2 separate regions of the Salmo salar genome follow, and region 1 is linked to region 2. The links are chromatin contacts, called in public Hi-C maps. All regions are on one chromosome and are shown on one strand. Each heading gives the region's core, a stretch centred on a gene start, on an enhancer-like site or on the middle of the called end of the contact. The rest is flanking DNA. Distances are from core to core; before and after follow the strand shown. Region 1 holds the start of LOC106611127 (BEN domain-containing protein 3). Region 2 holds the start of lamtor3 (late endosomal/lysosomal adaptor, MAPK and MTOR activator 3).

The links. Hi-C and Micro-C count contacts between places; a contact is called where the count stands out from the background.
Region 1: a Hi-C map of gill shows a contact between it and region 2, with 2.9 times the contacts expected there. The contact joins the promoter of LOC106611127 here to the promoter of lamtor3 in region 2. A contact is called at or near these places in 2 of 3 Hi-C or Micro-C datasets (blood and gill).

Annotation. Positions count from the first base shown.
Region 1 is chrssa09:26,418,699-26,422,052 of Ssal_v3.1, reverse strand. It overlaps LOC106611127 (BEN domain-containing protein 3), which reads right to left and starts at 1,422. Exons shown (of 4, transcript XM_014211003.2): 1 at 1,269-1,422; 2 at 16-70. The coding sequence starts at 67.
Region 2 is chrssa09:26,155,818-26,159,125 of Ssal_v3.1, reverse strand. It overlaps lamtor3 (late endosomal/lysosomal adaptor, MAPK and MTOR activator 3), which reads left to right and starts at 1,687. Exons shown (of 7, transcript NM_001141049.1): 1 at 1,687-1,762; 2 at 1,983-2,024; 3 at 2,151-2,185; 4 at 2,750-2,808; 5 at 2,920-3,053. The coding sequence starts at 2,016. zgc:123321 (Yip1 domain family, member 5) reads right to left here and starts at 848. Exons shown (of 6, transcript NM_001140752.2): 1 at 822-848; 2 at 169-292. The coding sequence starts at 290.

The DNA of each region.
Region 1 (3,354 bases), core at 173-2,672, 260 kb before region 2:
ATTTTATAGACTTACCTCTCTCAAGCTTTTCTCCATCCGAGTTTTCCCCATGGTCAGAGGAATTCATGTCCTATAGTGAAAAAATTGAATAAAAATAAATCAAACCTGTAACATCTTTATTCGTTTAAGAATTAAAATGTCACTGCACAGTTAAGTAACCTTGACTAAAGACACATTCCATTGTCCAAAGTGTGCTATATTGTTAGGCTTAATCTTTCATAAGATATTTCAAAATGATTAAAAGTCCCATTCTATATTCAACAACATAACTGTGAGTGTTGTTCCATAGAAAGTAAAGCCTATGATGTTATTATTGTCGTAATCAAACAGGCCCTTGTTCACTTTGTCTACTTCACCTGCTTGAACATGTTCATGGGCAATTAGGCCTACATGATGTCATACTGAACCCTGATCAGCTGCTTGGGCGCATGTTTACTAATCGAAAATACTGAATTACATTCAAGCTACATTCATTTTACAAATAAATATAATACACTTGTGCTCTGCTGTTTAACTGTTAACAGTGGGTGAGTTGTGTTCTCGTAGTGATGCAAGAGAGGACTCAACGTCTGTAACTAGAGGCTTTATGACTTCTCACTCGCCCCCTTTTACTTCTGTTTCTGTCCCATCCACTTCCTCATTCTTCCACTAGAAGCCCATGAACCAAAACATGAGTACACAGAGAGAGGAAGAGGCGAAACGAGAGGATGTACTCCGCCCAAGATCTGTCCACGTGAGATAAGCCCCTTTTTGTACGTCGGTCTTTGAGTGTTCAATAACGTGAGGCTTATTTAATCGAATATAATGTTTAGGCTGTTACAAATACAATGATATAAGTGGATGCACGTGGCATTCGACAACTTTGAGAAAACGCACTTAGTTGTGCCTGACGTTCACACGCATATCTGCTCTCACACTGGCTAGAATGGACCCACCTGATCTCCCTTGCCTTCAATCATTAAGGACATGTTTTTCCATTGTTAGAGCGGTCACTCGGCTATCTTGCCAATATAATAGATACTCTTTGGACTACACACACAGCTGTGTCATACTTTTCACGCTGTCAACTTCAGTCTTTCGTGGCAATTAAAAATGCAATGAGATTTATTTGAAAACACAGCAAATTGATATTTCTACTTCGCATTAAAGCTAGCTAATCATTGTTTTTAGGGATTCTTCTTTAGTGACGAGGCAGTGTATATCCTCGGACGAGTTTTTCCCACTCGTCTTCGTGGAATTGTCTCAAAAACGCAGATGTTCGAGCTCACCTTTACGATTTCATGGAGTCCTTTGCAGTAATTGAAGGTTGGGTTAACATATTTGCCGAGAATGTCGTGGGAATTTCACACACGGATAACTGTTGTTCGTGTTTCTCCTCTTTTTTTTTCTTCTCTGTGCTGTCTCGCGTGACGTGATTGGGCGCGCGCCTGCTGTGTCATTTCCGCACAGCTGTGGATGTGTTTTGTGTGGCCGTGGGCCTTGTGCATGATGACAACAGAGATAAACAATAACCCAAATTGCGCGAAAATGCAATGAATCGAAAGGTATATTAGCTACATTATTTGTGGCTAATTTGCGAATCCCCATATGAGGCTTGATAGCCTTGCAGGCTATTTCACGTGAGCTGGCCTACAGGCAGATATTCTCTGCATTTCAACAGGTAGCTGCAATTAGCGCTCTCTGAAGATGTGCAGTACCTTCGCAGAGTGGGCCACGAACGAATAGTAAACCATGGAGAAAATGGATCCAGTTTCATTTTCACCTGCACAAAGTGAATTCTAGTGTTCACTTACATTCCATGAGATTACATAGCTTACCTAAACATGTGTGATAGAAGACTTTATAAACAATGTGTTCAATGACAATGAAAACATCGATCAAAGTGATTTATTAACCCCGTCCTTTAATACACATTTCAATCAATCGACAACCCTTTTTAGCTCCACTTGCAACTTGAACATAAAAAGTAACATTACTATGGTATATGTCTCCCTCCTGTGTTTTCAAATGGAATTGCATTTACAACAGAGGGTGGCGGTAAATAAATAGCTCATGGGCCCACTACTGTAGGTCCAAGTCAGATTCCCAGATAATAATTTAAGTAAATCGTATTTCTCACACTTAAAACGCCTTAAATCCAACATCATCCCATTTTATCAGTGGTGGAAAAAGTTCTCAATTGTCATACTTGAGTAAAAGTAATACCTTAATAGAAAATGACAAGAAAGTGTCACCCAGTAAAATACTACTTCAGTAAAAGTGTTTGGTTTAAATATACTTAAGTATCAAAAGCACACTCTAAACACTCACACATAATTTACAAACAAAGCATTTGTGTTTAATGAGTCTGCCAGATCAGAGGCAGTAGGGTTGTTTTCTTGATAAGTGTGTGAATTGAACCATTTTCCTGTCAAAATCTAAGGAGTACTTTTGGGTGTCAGGAAAAATGTATGGAGTAAAAAGTACATTATTTTCTTCAGGAATGTAGTAAAAGTTGGCAAAAATGTAAATAGTAAAGTACAGATACCCCAAAAACAACTTAAGGAGTACTTTAAAGTAGTTTTACTTAAGTATTTTACACCACTGCATTTGATCCAAATGTCAGCATCCAAAAACACAAATCCAGTTTTGTAAGGGGATAAATGCATGTGTGAGGATTAGAGGCTTTCTAAGATTTTATGTAGACAAAGGTAGCTGCTATTCTACCCTTTTAAATGATTAAATGCAGTATTCAATTAATCTTATTTTTTTATATGAATAAAGACTTGCTAAAGTGCCAAAATTTAACAATTTGCCAAGTCCCTCTGTGCACCCTCTACAACTTCTAGGAAGACTTTAACCCACTTAATCCCAACATTTCTCCAAGTTTTTACCGTCATTGTAAAGTGCTAGGTATTTTGTTGCTTTGACAGTCATTTCTGAAGAATACTAATTATTTAATGTGATTAGTGGGTCATTTACATATGTCCCTAATTTTAAGGTCAACCCTGTTACGTGGACGGAACTGAATATGGTGAAACTATTACTTTTAAAATATTTTTTTCAAAAGAAACAGTCAAATAATAATGTAAAGCAGGAGAGCTGGTTCTACTCTTATCTGGTGTTGTGGTAGAAAACAGAGGGTCTAGCATTATACATCAACCCTGTCAACCCATAGACAGGCAGGCTAGAAATGTTTTAACAATTGCATTTGTTTTGTGAGGCTTGCATTCAATTGCCCTTCCCTGTTGCATACAACAAGCTTCCATTCCCCCTGTCACGAGGATTTATGGTTGATTTAAGATGAAATCGTCAACCCTGTTTTGGTCAACCCTGCTACTTTATTTGTATTTATTAGTGATCCCCATTAGCCGC
Region 2 (3,308 bases), core at 438-2,937:
CATCTCCCTTTCTATCATGACATAATGCAATTGACCTTCAGAGAACAAAATTATATATTATGAGTTAGACTTATTAACACATTCAAATCTTCCCAATCCCAGTTCAAAAGTTGAATGAAGAGTTCTACACCACCACTCAGGAATGCAGAGTTTACCCCATATACTTACTCATCCTCATTCTCTGGGTTATGGTCATAGCCATCGCCATAGTCGTAGGCCACCTGTCCCTGGTCATCGATGTAATACCCTGACTGGTAGAAGTCCTGTTCAAATTGCTGAAAGTCCCCCATTGCTATAGAGTAGGCAGAGATGATTAAGATAAAGATCATGTCTGTAACAGTAGAATGAAGTGAGGGGCTAGCCTTTTGAGGAGTGGTGCTCAGTTTGAGTCTCACATATCACAAAACCTAGTTGTCAAGCAAATCACCATTATATAAACTACAAATGATAATACAAATAGCTATTGCGCTTTATCCTTTGGTCAACAGCATACTCACACTACAGCAGAAAAAGCAAGCCAGATATCCTTAAGATTTCACTCAAACTGCTAAGGCAAGATCATATTTTGTAACTGGGATTGCTTATCTCAGTAGAATGAGGTCTCATCAGCACATACTTGATTGGATCTGGAGGCCTGTACCAGCCCATTGAAAGTCTGTTTACAGTCACAGCACCAGTGGCCTAGTAGCAACACTAAATAGACATGCATAAGAAACAGCCAACAGAAATATGTATGCCTGTGAAATCAACCAGTCTATTCACTTCATTAAAGTACAATCACACCCCACACAGAGCCTTATTGCTAAATTCAGATTTCAAACCTTGAGGTAAATTCTCAGCAAGACCTCTTATTATGTTGTCAAGGGAGAGTTTGGGAAGAAAAGTTGACGCCTATGTGGGGATGTACTATAAATAGTTTACTATATTTAAACTGGGGGAATAACAAACCCTGAGAAGCAGACTAAGTAGCCCACTTTCTATTTAATCTATTTCTTAATTGCGCTCTTTTTTCTTTTTCATTCAGCTAGGTTTGGTAATAGGTATAATGCACATTACATCCATTCGCAGAAATGCAATGGTTTTGGATACTCGGCGCTACAGAACACAATTAACAATTTCCACTACTGACAGGACCCTTAATTTGAAACATTTTCGAACAGCGTAACCCGGATGTTGCTGGCTCAACATGGGTCAAGTCAAAGATGATCTATTATATTGACAAGATAGTTGAGTGACCGCTCTAACAAAGGCAATACATGTCCTCAAAGATGGAGGAGTCAATGCTATCCCGAATCCTTGGGACGTCCCTACCCCATTGAAGTTTACATTTAAAATAGTTACGGTAAGGGTTATGGTTAGGTTTAGAGTAGGGACGTCCCAAGGGTCGCAGATGGCACTGACTTGACCAAAATGGAAGGCAGGCGGCGAGATCAGGTGGGACCATTCTAACCAATTAGAGGGCAGATACCCGTGTTACATGCACAACTAAGTTGTTTTTTATCAAATTTGCCGGAATTCAATTTGCATCCACTTATATTAGAACATTTGTAAGAGCCTAAACATTACGAAACGTATATTCGATCAAATAAGCCTTACGTAATTCGGCACTCTCTCATAGACCATACAAAAAGGGCTTATCGCACGCAGTAAATCCTCTCGCTTTGCCTCTTCCTAGCGGAACAAGTCAGTCATGTGATTTCCTTGTGCTCAAGCGGAGTCAGAAAAGGATCGAAGATTTTGTTCCAAGTAAAAAATAAGGTAACTAATACAGTGCATTTTAAAAGTATCTGATAAAGATCGTCATACCTTGTAGCTAGCTAACATTCAGTAACCTTCCTAAACACAGTAACGTTATCAGCTGATTATAGCGTACTGTAGCAAGCTAGCTGTTAACAAGTCAGGGGAAGCTTGGGAGAGCACAAAAATACCTGCTGATATTATTTAGCTTTACAGACACCCTTGCCATAATTCAGTTCTCTATTTTAGTAATTGACGGAATAAAATAAGTTTCCACCATGGCTGATGTAAGTATCAATTCTTTGACCACAATCACTAATTAGCTATATCCATCTAGCCAGATGAAGCTATAACTAACTACACTCGTGTAGCAAATGGCTATCTGGTCTAACACATTAACATATTTGTTGCAGGACTTGAAGAGATACTTGTACAAACAGCTACCAAGGTATGTTTGTTGTATGATTATGGTGTGTTCATTGTGATTCTTCTGTTGCTGAAACCTAATGAGTTAATTTGACTCGACGAATGTCATGTGTAGCAGCCTAAACTCCACGGTGACGGATGTTTCTGAACTCCACCAACCGAGTGGAGCAGAGACTAGGCTTTGTGCAATTCAGCACCAACTACATTGATTTGTCCAAGGTCAATAATGAAATGCTTACCTTGTATTTATGTTTGTCCTCTGTAGTTGTGTTTTGAAATCCATATTTTTCAAAACGTTATCAAATACAGCCACCGACTTTGCAAATGCGCATGTGCCAACAAGGAAACAGTCGGTGGTTGTATTTGATTAATGTTTTTTAAGTATGGAGGACAAACATAGGTACAAGGTAAGTGTTTCATAATTGACATCTTTCAAATATCGACCTTGGGCGACTCAATGTAGTCTGAGCTGAATTCCATAAAGTCTGGTCTATGCTCCACTCTGTTGGAGTTCATTAGAAATGTCCCTCACATGGACTGGCGTTAAGTCAGCTATGTCAAGTGCTGCTCTCTTCTTATCCACCAGTGTTGAGGGTCTTCATGCAATTGTAGTGACAGACAGGGATGGTGTCCCAGTTATCAAAGGTAGGTCTCCCTCACAACTGTTTTTTGTTCTAAACTAGGTCATTTAGTTGACCTCTTCTTATCCATGTTCCAATGTGTTGTGCTCAGTGTACCTGATATTTTATCCTTCAGTGGCAAATGATAACGCACCAGAATATGCTCTACGGCCAGGCTTCCTCTCCACCTTTGCATTGGCCACCGACCAGGGCAGTAAGCTAGGGCTCTCCAAAAACAAGAGCATCATCTGCTACTATAACACATACCAGGTAAGTTAAATCTACAACTAAAAATGGACATTGTTGCCTGGGGCGACTTGGTGATTAGTTGAGTCAGGTGTTAGTGCTGGGCTAGAATAAGTGTACATTCCCAAGGGCTCCCTGGGAATGGCTTGAGAAACACTGACCTACAGTGTATTCGGAAAGTATTCAGACCCCTTGACTTTTTCCACATTTTCCATTACAGCCTTACTCTAATGGATTAAATTGTATTTTCACCTCAATCTACACACAACCTATAATGAC